Linked DNA regions of Mus musculus: region 1 is linked to region 2. Evidence: chromatin contacts called from public HiChIP or PLAC-seq data. All regions are on one chromosome and are shown on one strand. The core of a region is the stretch at or near the end of the contact, and the rest is flanking DNA. Distances in the headings are between cores, read along the strand shown.

Evidence for each region. HiChIP or PLAC-seq counts read pairs in DNA pulled down with a chosen protein or histone mark.
Region 1: an H3K4me3 HiChIP or PLAC-seq map of the SCID.adh cell line shows a contact between it and region 2, with 165 read pairs. The contact joins the promoter of E230001N04Rik here to the promoter of Fkbp5 in region 2. A contact is called at or near these places in 26 of 39 promoter capture datasets (the 3T3-L1 cell line, 3T3-L1-derived adipocytes, the C10 cell line and 14 more), 10 of 15 datasets of contacts at CTCF or cohesin (CD8 T cells, the NIH/3T3 cell line, embryonic stem cells and 5 more), 248 of 484 Hi-C or Micro-C datasets (3T3-L1-derived adipocytes, the 63-12 cell line, 8-cell embryo and 116 more), 58 of 115 datasets of contacts at active chromatin or transcription factors (the 230-238 cell line, CD4 single positive thymocytes, CD8 T cells and 35 more) and 5 of 9 other capture datasets (adipose tissue, embryonic stem cells, liver and 2 more).

The regions. Positions count from the first base shown.
Region 1 is chr17:28,519,076-28,524,312 of GRCm38.p6, forward strand. It overlaps E230001N04Rik (a long non-coding RNA gene), which reads left to right and starts at 3,581. Exons shown (of 2, transcript XR_385504.4): 1 at 3,581-4,291.
Region 2 is chr17:28,482,530-28,487,726 of GRCm38.p6, forward strand. It overlaps Fkbp5 (FK506 binding protein 5), which reads right to left and starts at 3,620. Exons shown (of 11, transcript NM_010220.4): 1 at 3,423-3,620.

The sequences.
Region 1 (5,237 bases), core at 2,331-4,830, 37 kb after region 2:
CTGTTCTCTGCTGGATTCCGGGAAAGGTTTTGGCAGACAGCACAGGCCTGGGTTCCAGGGCCTTCCAGGCTGAAGTTTAGGGGAGGGACCCTAGGCTGCTGAAGTATCTCACCTGGGCCTACTGTTCCCAGACCATCTGATTGCACCATCTCCAAGCTCTGTAGCTGAAGATGAGGGCCAACATGGGTCCAGGCTAGGGACCACCTTTCAGCACAATACACATTCCAGCTGACCCTTGCGAAATCATCTGGGAGAGATTTAGCCCCGTTACACCCCAACCAGCAGCTATTCCAACCGACAACCCACAGGTCTGTCCCTGGTGCCCATGTTTGCTGGTGTCAGTGAAACTCTGACCTGGACACGCTCAGAAGGCAGAGGAGCTGACAATGTCTTCCCCATCTTTGGTTCTCTACCAAACATTTGCCTTCCCATGACCTACAAGTGACCGACTTTAACTGACCATGTTCCTAGCCCAGGCACATCCCCATTGCCCACTGAGGCCCAATCCCCCAAACTCCCTACAGTGGTAGGCTAATTTTTAGGGGGCTGTGGATTAAATCTAAGGTCTTACCTTACTAGGCAGGCAGTTTACCACTGAACAAAATCTTTACTTTTAATTTTTTTTTATTGTTTTTATTTTTGTTTGTTTGGTTTTTTTTTTTTTTTTTGAGACGAGACAGGGTTTCTCTGTATAGCCCTGGTTGTCCTAGAACTCACTCTGTAGACCAGGCTGGCCTCGAACTCAGAAATCCACCTGCCTCTGCCTCCCAAGTGTTGGGATTAAAGGCATGCGCCACCACTGCCCGGCTACTTATAATTTTTAAAAATTAAATTACTGGGTGTTCCCAGCCTCCTCTCCTCTCTAACACCAGCACTGCCTCTCCCTTGCTTGCCAAGAAAGAAGGGGGGATAAGCAAAGAGGTGCCCTCTGTGGTGGTAAAGCCCCCAAGAAACAGCTGGCTACAAAAGCTACTCCCAAGATTGTGCCCTCTACTGGAGAGGTGAAGAACATCATCATTACAGGCCTGGTTGGTATCTGGAGCTGGTCGGAAGCAAATGAAGTCCATCTAGTTGGCCTTTTTAAAGACACCCACCTATGTGCTATCCAAGTCAAACTTGTAACAATTGTGCCAAAAGAGAGCCAGGTGGTGTGCTGTATATGCAGAGAACATGCTCGCCTTTAATCCTGGCATTGAAGAGGGTTCTCTCTGATGTCAGTGTTGGATCTGTCACCAAACATCAGGTTCTCCTCTCCACTTTTGCTTCATTTGTTCTATTTATTTGTTTGTTTGTTTGTTTTGAGACAGGGTTTCTGTGTATGGCCCTGGCTGTCCTGGAACTCACTCTGTGGACCAGGCTGGCCTCGAACTCAGAAATCCGCCTGCCTCTGCCTCCTAAGTGCTGGGATTGATTAAAGGCATGCAGCACCACTGCCCAGCTCTTTTTTTTTTTTTTTTTCTTTTCATTACTTTTCCCAGCCCCTTCTCTCCAGCACCATAAATGCCACCTTTGGCCCAAATGGTCCTGCTTCCTAACCCAGGCTTTTCCTGGCTCCTTCCAAACACCATTTACTGTGTATGTTATCACCTTCAGCCAAACACACTGGGTACACTGGGTGCTACCCTGTGTGTTCCCAGAGCAAAGGCTGGGGGTTTGTCCTTGTCAATTCCAGCCTACAGGACTGAGCACAGCCCTGCCGCACTGGGAGAGGACATCAGATGTTCTCAAGTGACCCAGCCACCCATTTGATTCAACAATTCCCCTCACCTTCCTCTTACTCTCCCTCTCCTCAGTTGGTATGTCCAGTCCCACCCAGCGTAGCACCTCCCTAATGCTCTCCCAGGTCGTCTTCTTTAAACATATACCGTGTACTGTACCTATTTAGTGAGTGTGGATGCAGGTGTAACATGGCTGAAGGTGGGAGTCACAAGACAACTTACAGAAATAGATTCTTTTTGCCATGTGGGTCCTCAAGACATCAGACTTAGCAGCAAGCACCTTTACCTACTGGAGCTGTCTTGCTGGCCCTTTGTCCCTATTTCTCACTCACCTCAGACTCCTCAGAGATTGGAGGAAGGAGCCGCTGACATTAAAGTTACCCTCAGGGAGTTTGTGCTAAGCTTCAAACACTTGGGGGCACAGAGTGAAAAGATAGCAGCTGCTGACATACCTGCTCCTGTGGTACAGCGCCACAGACAGGGGCAGAAGGCGCAGGGGAGGGGCTGTGGACATGAATAAATTGGTACAATGCTTGCCAAACATGGAGAAACATGAAGGAGACCCCAGCTCCCTCCATCCATGAGGTGGGGTGGGGATGTGAGGTACACACCTGTTATCCCAGCATTCCGGAGATAGAGGCAGGAAGATCAGATGTTTAAGGCTATTCTTGGCTAAATAGAAAATTTGAGATCAGCCTGGGCTAGAGATCTTGTCAAAAAAAAAAAAAAAAAAAAAAAAAAGCCTTTGTATGGCTGAGCCACTAGTTAGGTGTTCTTTGCAGGAACAGTCTCTGTCTCTGTCTCTGTCTCTGTCTCTCTCTCTCTCTCACACACACACACACACACACACACAGGTACTGTGATCCTACAGTCACCTCCCACCTCCTGACCTACCTGGGAATGCACCTTCCACGGGAGAGGCTCTGACAATCTCAACTCTATTTTGATCCTTTTAAACAGCCTCCAACCTGTTCTAGGTTTTATTGCTTAATTATGTTCTGTGGTATCCTCACCCCACCCCCACCCCCCACCCCCGTTTCCCTGTAGGCTGTAAACTCCTTCATGACTGGGTTAGGGGCAGGATTGTTCTTTGATACCATTTAATTATAGTCTAAAAATGAAGCCAGGCTTCATACCCACAGGCTTGGGTCCCAACCTGGTTCCAACACTTAGCTATCTGGCTTAGGGTCCTGGTTCCAACACTTAGCTATCGGGCTTAGGGTCCTCTGAGAGCTCAGACTCAGTTCCTAGGCTGTAAAAGGCACCAGAAATACAACAGGGCAAAGATCACAAGACCTAAAATGCTGGGAAGGAGTTGGTACGTGGTGAGCATGGAACACTTTGTCCTCCTTCCCTGAATAGCTGAGACCTTCCATGAATTAGAGAACCAAGTCTTCACTGATTAGTGCTCGCTCTGGGGTACTTGACAAGAGAAAGGAGACACTGAATAATTACATAGCGCAGTGGATAAAGGTGCCGCCAAGCCTGACATGAGTTGGGGTCTCACAAGGTAGAAGACGAGAACCAACTCCCACAAATTGCCTGCCCTCATATCTCCAGATGCACGTTATAGCACATGAGCCCCAGCCCCCTACAGTAAATTTAATAAAAAGGCATTACATCTATCCCAGGATCATATCCTGGGTGCATGGCCACTCCACCCGGCTTAGTGACAACCTGTGAACCGCAGACTTGGTGAGAGAAAAACAGTCCCTAAGAATGGCGCCAAGCATAAATATCTGTTGAATCAAAAATCAAGCGAGTCAATAAAAAAGCAAAGACAGAAACGTCCCACCCCGCCGAGCCCCCAGCCCAGCCGCACCCTGTCCTGGAGCCCTATTAAGCCATAGTCCCCAAAGTCCGCTTGTCTACAGCCCCGCCTCCGATTGCCTTGGAAACAGTGACGTTAATCGAGGGGGTGTGGCCTCTCTCCATCCTCTCAAACGTTGTGAGCCGCGCCTTAGCACAACCTGGAGGGGAAGATGAGGTTAAGGTTGCTGGGTACTCCCCCGTTCCTTAGGCCGGAGATAGCTAAGCACACCGGTCTGCGCCCACGAGAGAGCCCACCTTGCGCTTGCCCTTGGCAATTTAGCGTAAGATCGCGAGAGTGCGGGCCTGGGTCCCCGGGAACCGCCCCTGGCGATTTAGGGGGCTTCTGGAGACTGCAGGCTTGGGTCCTCGGAAGACCACCATACTCTCCACCCTCGACGTTGTCCTGGTGGGCGCAGTCCTGCGCCTACCCGGGCACCCCAGACTCGCTGCGCGCCCTAGGCGCGGGCGGGAAGGGGTTAAGCAAGGTGCTGGCTCGGGGCGCGGCTCACGGCGCGTGTGGAGGAGGGGAGCGGGGAAGAAAGTGAGAGCGGGGGCGGGGGACCCGAGCGAAAGAACATCCTGTGCCGCCGCCGGATGCGAGAGGCGGGGGCGCGGGGGAAGCTGGGCGATGCGCTCCGCCCCGCGCTCCTCCTCCCGGGCGCTGCCCGCTCCCGCGCTTCGTACTGCTTCTTCTGGTCCCCACGCCTTCGCGGGTCATGAGCTTGCCAGAGGGGCCCCTCAGCTCGAGTTCCCCGGCAGGGGTAAGCGCGGGGAGTATGGGATCCGCTGTGAGGAACGGGCGCCCCCCTCACCCCCCAAGCTTTTTCCGCTGCACACTGATGGCGAGCTGTCCCCTGCGCAGCGCTAGGATCGGCACCTTCTCTGAGCCAGTCCTGCTGCCAGTACTTTCAGGACTAACACAGAAAAGCTGGTTGTGGAATTCGAAGCCCTCACACTCCTGGGATTAGAACCGGAATCGGTCGGGCCGCAGGGGGCTTTTCACTGGGAATAGCGAAGACTCAAATCCCTTAGCTGATAAGGCTCGGGAGAGAGGCCTCTCGGAAGTCATGATAGGCGCTTGCCGACACAGTTCGATCCCCAGGTCGCACAAGGTGAAAGGCGAGAGCCACCGATTTACATAAATTGCCCTCTGACCTCCATACATGTGCCTTGGACACCCATGCTTGGGGAAGCCAGGTATGGTGGCTTTGAACCCAGCACTCAAGAGGCAGACGCAAGAAGATCTCTAGTTGAGGCCGAGCTCTTGGACTACTACATAGACTGGGGAAAAAAAAAGTTAAAAAAAAATATGGGGGTGGAGGGAGCTAGCTATCTAGGCAATGCTCTTTACTTGATCCAATCAGAAAAGAGCCTCACCAGCAGATACAATGGCGCTATTAATGTCAGCTTTTCAAAATACAGGCTTAGCACCAAACTGCTATGTAATGATGACCTTGAACTTCTGACCACCCATACCTCTACCTCCGGAGAGTGCGGGCAGGGCATGGGGGGCGAGGTTACAGAAGTGCAGCACAGCCGGGTGTATAGCAGACCCTCAACACCACCTGGAGCCCTAAGGACGCTGAAACACCCGTGGCCCACGCTTGGTTGAGGAGAATGAGGAAGTGGCTTTGGAGTTCCACGGGTGGATGATGGGCCTTAGGGGCAGCAGCTCAGCGAAGTGGGCTCAGGGTATGTACCCTGGTT
Region 2 (5,197 bases), core at 2,370-4,869:
AACAGAAGAAGGGAGGGAGGGAGGGGGAGGGGAGGAGAAAAGGAAGACAGGGAGGAGGGAAGAGCAGAGTAAAGAAATTTCCGGGCAATGTCCAGACTCAAAAGGAGCTGCACTTGAGGGTAAGTGCCCTAGCAGCAGCAGCAGCCCAATCTTTCTGCGTGTATACAAGAAGCGATTTGTGCTTAATTCTGACAGAAAAATGAGGCTGGTAACTAACTCTATTATGGGGTTACCACAGACAGACAAAATAAACAAGCACCAGTAATTAAAATACCTGAAAACTCAGCTTTAAAATGGGCTTTCAATAAAAAGGTACTAGCTAGTTCAAGCGCACACCACATGCCTTTGTGTAACTGGATGCAGTGAACTATGAGGGCCGGGGAGATGGCTGGGCAGTCAAGGGTCAGGCTTTGGTTCCCAGCACTCACACTTCAGCTCCTGACCTTCAGTGTCCTCTTCTGGCCTCCGCTGCTACCAGCACCGTGCACATAAATGGCATGTATGCATGTACAGACATACATTCTGGCAAGATACCCAAATGCATAAATAAATCTTAAAAACAAAAAATTTAAAAGTAATAAACTTATGGCATTTGGCACATTTATGCAGCACCATAGGATAAAAGATTATAAACCCTCCAATTTCATGCAGTCGTACACTAAAGTAGAATTAAATCATCTAAAGCAATGAAAGGCCCTTCGGTAGGGTGAGCCAGCTCTGCATGGGGAAGAGCCCCTCCATCAGCTTTCAGGTATCAGGGCTTTCAGCAGACTGGAGCTCTGCAAAGCACACCACAGGGTGTTCCTACTGTGTATTCCTAAACTGAATCCCCTGTAGGAACTAACAACACAATACACATTCTTTTCCAATCCAAAAGTAAAGAAAATTCTCAAAATTAACTAACAACTCATCCCAAATTCTAGGCTTTTCATGTTTAAGTGATTTAAACTGTCTTTAAAAAGAAATGCTGGCTGGTGATATTGCTCAGCAGATAAAAGAACCTGCCAATAAACTAAGCCACCTGAATTTCAAGTCCAGGACTTACACAGGGCAAGAAGAAAACAAAACTCCAAAGTTGTCCTCTGACAACCACACCAGTGCCAAGTACTCTCACAAATGACAGATCGATCTATCACAGACGATAGATAGATGGATATAAAAACTAAAAAGTAAATAGAGAAACATCCTTTTGTGAAATGTTGGAATGACAAAAGCCCCCACTGATGAACTTTTGTTTTAAAACAACTTGCAGAAAATATTCCTAAATTAATTTTAAATGATCTCAAGTGGCTGGACAGTGGTGGCGCGTGCTTTTAATCCCAAGCACCGGGAGGCAGAGGCAGTTGGATCTCTGAGTTCGGAGGCCAGCCTGGTCTACAGAGTTCCATGACAGCCAGAGCTACACAGAGAAACCCTGTCTCAAAATCAATCAATCAATCAATCAATCTCAAGTGGTCCCAACTCATAGCTAGCTCAAACTAGCTAGATGAATAAAATGATTGTTCAATCAATTAGTGTAATTAAATAAAAACGAACTGTGCTCTGAAGTTCAACATTTCTGAAGTATAGATTACACCCAAGGCAGTTACCACACAAGACATATCAGAAGACAAAGGGGAAGAAAGCTAAAAACACTCAGTGCTGCTAACAAACCAGTGTCATTATTAACCTTTGCATTTAAAAATAGGTAAACCGGGCGTGGTGGGGCCCGCCTTTAATCCCAGCACTTGGGAGGCAGAGGCAGGCGGATTTCTGAGTTCGAGGCCAGCCTGGTCTAGTTCCAGAACAGCCAGGGCTACACAGAAAAACCCTGTCTCGAAAAATAAATAAATAAATAAATAAATAAATAAATATAGTTAAAATACACCATTTCTGTAGCACTCCAAAGCGAAAGCTGTGTGGAGAGTATTAGGTTACAGAAATTTATACGTGCTTTAATTGAATAGTAAACTCCCAATAACAAAGGAATAAAACTTTGATGTTTCAACTATCAAACAAAAAAAAAATACCCCCCCCAAAAAGTCAGGCAAATGAGGATCAGCTGGGAGAGTAACAGAAAACGGTTAAGTAAGATTTTTTTCCAAGTCATTTCTTGAATTGATTCAGACACCAAGAGGAAAAGCTATAATTTTTAACAACATATAAAGCTAACAGCAAGAAGTGGGGAGGAAAAGACAAAATGCTTAACCCAAACACACCTTAACTTTTCCCTTGTCCACAGCCCTAAGAAAATGGGATGACAATAGAAATAAACACTCTCTCCTTCCCCTAAAGGAAGCAAAGAAAGTGCCTATTCAACGCCCTGGTCCGCTGGAAAACACACTCCTGAAAGAAGAAGAAGGGAAAAAAAAAAAAAAAAAAATCCCCAAACCACCAGCTCCCAACTGCCGCATGCAGAATTTACTGAATGGCGGCCAAGCGCTGTACACCCTGTCCCGAGCCCCGCCGAGGGCTGTCCCAAGTTCTGCACGCTCTGCTTACGATCTGTACCTTCCAACGCTTTCGCCATGGCTGCAGACACCAATTATTTAAAAAATGAGGCGCAAGCGCTCCACCTGGCTCATCCACAGACGAAGATGAGGAGGAGGAAGATGGTCATAATGCAACGTGCTCCCTTAGATTCATCCCACACACACACACAAAATGCTGGGTTTGGAGTCAAGGACTATGGCCGGAACAGGAGTGGTGATGCCGCTGGGGCGAAGGGAATGAAGATTCCTAAAATAACTTTTATTTCCTTAGTATTATTGAGAGCGGGGGTGAGAGATGAGAATGTGTATCGGAGCCAGTGGTGTTTGTGCTGTGTACACAGGGAGGTCAGAGGACAACTCGCGGTTGGAGTCGGTTCCCCTACTACCATGTCGGTTCCCGGGATCGAACCCAGGTCGTCACGCTTGGCTGCAAGCGGCTGTACCCGCTCAGCCACCTCCGAGACAACTTTTAATTAGCCCTTCCTCCTCAGTACCTCCGAGACCCTCCGGTCACCTGCCTGCCCGGTGCGAGCCGGCTCGGGAGCGGCAGGTGAGGGCGGTGCCCGGCCGGCACGCCCATCGCGCGGCCCCGCGGACGCGGCGGAGCACTCCGTTATCCGCGGGGCTTGCAGGGCTCCGGAAGGCCAAGTTTCCTCCGCGTCCGGAGGGCGGCGTGGCGGAGCGACACGGGGCTCCCCGGACCTGTGGGCTGCGCGGGAAACAAAAGCCGCGCGCGGGCGAGCGAGCCGCCGCCGCCGCGCTGAGGGAGACGCTGGAGAAGAGCGCCGGCCGCTCCACCTCCCACGCGGGGCCCAGGCCTCCCGCGCGTCCCGTCCACGCCATCCCGGGGAAGCCGCGCGAGGGGCGGCAGAAGCGGGACCGCGAGCACGGGGCTGGCTCCGGGGTCCGCCGCGTGCGCGCGCCCCATTCCCGCGGCCATGGCGCCCGTACCTGTCGCCGCGTCCGCCGCCGCCGCGTCCCTCGCTCCGCGTCTCTCCGCCGCCGCGCGCGCCGCTCAGCCCGCCCAGCAGGCCGCCGCTCCGTCCGCACGCTCGGTCGCTCAGCCGCGCGCCGGACACCGCCGCCGGAGACTGGCAGCGCCCGCAAGCCGGCTAGTGCGCCGGGCAGCGCCCGCCGTCGTCCCGCCCCCGCCGGCCGCAGGACCCACCTCCCATAGGGCCACGGGGCTGCCAATCCGCCCCCAAAAGGCGCGCGGGCTGTCGCTCCGCCCGTCCCGATTGGTGGCCGTGCACTGCCTATGCAAATGAGGCTCCGCCCCGTTCGTTTGCATCTCCGCCTCTTCACCGCTGCCCACGTGTCTGGCCCTTGCCCTTTGTGGGGGCCGGAGAAGAGGGATGGAGGAAGCTGACTGACACCTCGCCTCGTCGTCCACTGCCTCCAGACTAAATACTGACCAGACAAGCGTCTGCCTTGCCTGTCTGTCCACCCAGCCTGCCCTTCACGAGCTGCAGAGGTCGGGCCATGCTGACCCCGGAAAATAACCTCCTGAACTTGAAGATGCTCCTTAGAGACTGGGAAAATGCGATGTAGCACCTAGCACCTCTCTCTCTGGACACCCAGTGGGCGTGAAGATGTCGCTTTCCCTTGAGGTTTCTGCCTCTCCAACACAGCAAGCAGCCCAGGTGATGAGGTCAAAAAGGAACCCAAAGGATGGCTGTTGAGCTAGGTCAGCTTCGAGATGGCACCCCCTCGCCACGTCTGGGTGACTCCTATAGACGCTCAGGAGCTGCACCTGGGGACTTGAACTCTAACTGTTCGGTTTTTAAGAAGATTCTTAGAAGAACGTTTATGATGAGTGTTTCGCCTGCTGGGTGTGTGTGTGTGTGTGTGTGTGTGTGTGTGTGTGTGTGTGTGTGTGTTTACTATGTGAGTGCAGTACCCAACAGAGGTCAGAAGAGGGCATCGAATCCCCTGTCACTGGAGTTGGAAGCATCCTGTGCTCTCCCAGCCTCTGGGAGAACAACCAGTGAGAGCAACTGCTCATAACAGCTAGGGAATCTCTCCAGACCCCCGGTTGGTTGGTTGGTTTGTTTGTTTGTTTGTTTGTTTTTTGAGGGGAGGAGAAACTATAAAAGTCCCAATTACCTATGGAATATTTTGTAGCCACAGGAAAATTCCATGTTTCCTGGTTCCATGTCTGCTTTTATTTTAGTTTTGGTTTTTTGTTTTGTTTTTTAAGATTTATTTATTTATTATTATATCTAAGTACACTGTAGCTATCTTCAGACACACCAGAAGAGGGCATCAGATCTCATTACAGATGGTTGTGAGCCACCATGTGTTTGCTGGGATTTGAACTCAGGACCTCTGGAAAAGCAGTCAGTGCTCTTACCCGCTGAGCCTTCTCTCCAGCCCCTAGTTTTGGTTTCTTTTGTCTTGTCTCACTTTAGAACTTATGAAGATACATGTCACCTTGTATGGTGATATATATCAATGTCCATATAACACATATGATATATATCAATGTCTATCACCCACATGGTGGTATGGTCATTCCTTCCCTATCCTCAAAGACCTCTACAGAAAAGATAAAACTGATATAAAAGATACCCCACCCACCCACTCCTCTTGGATAGGGGTCCTTCTCAGTCGCTTGTCTTTCCTCAGTGATTGGAAACCTCCCTTAACCAGCCTCCAGGGAGTGGCCGCATGAATTCAACAACACGCTGTGGGTGGCAACTGTTCTGTTCGCTAATGCCAGTTGG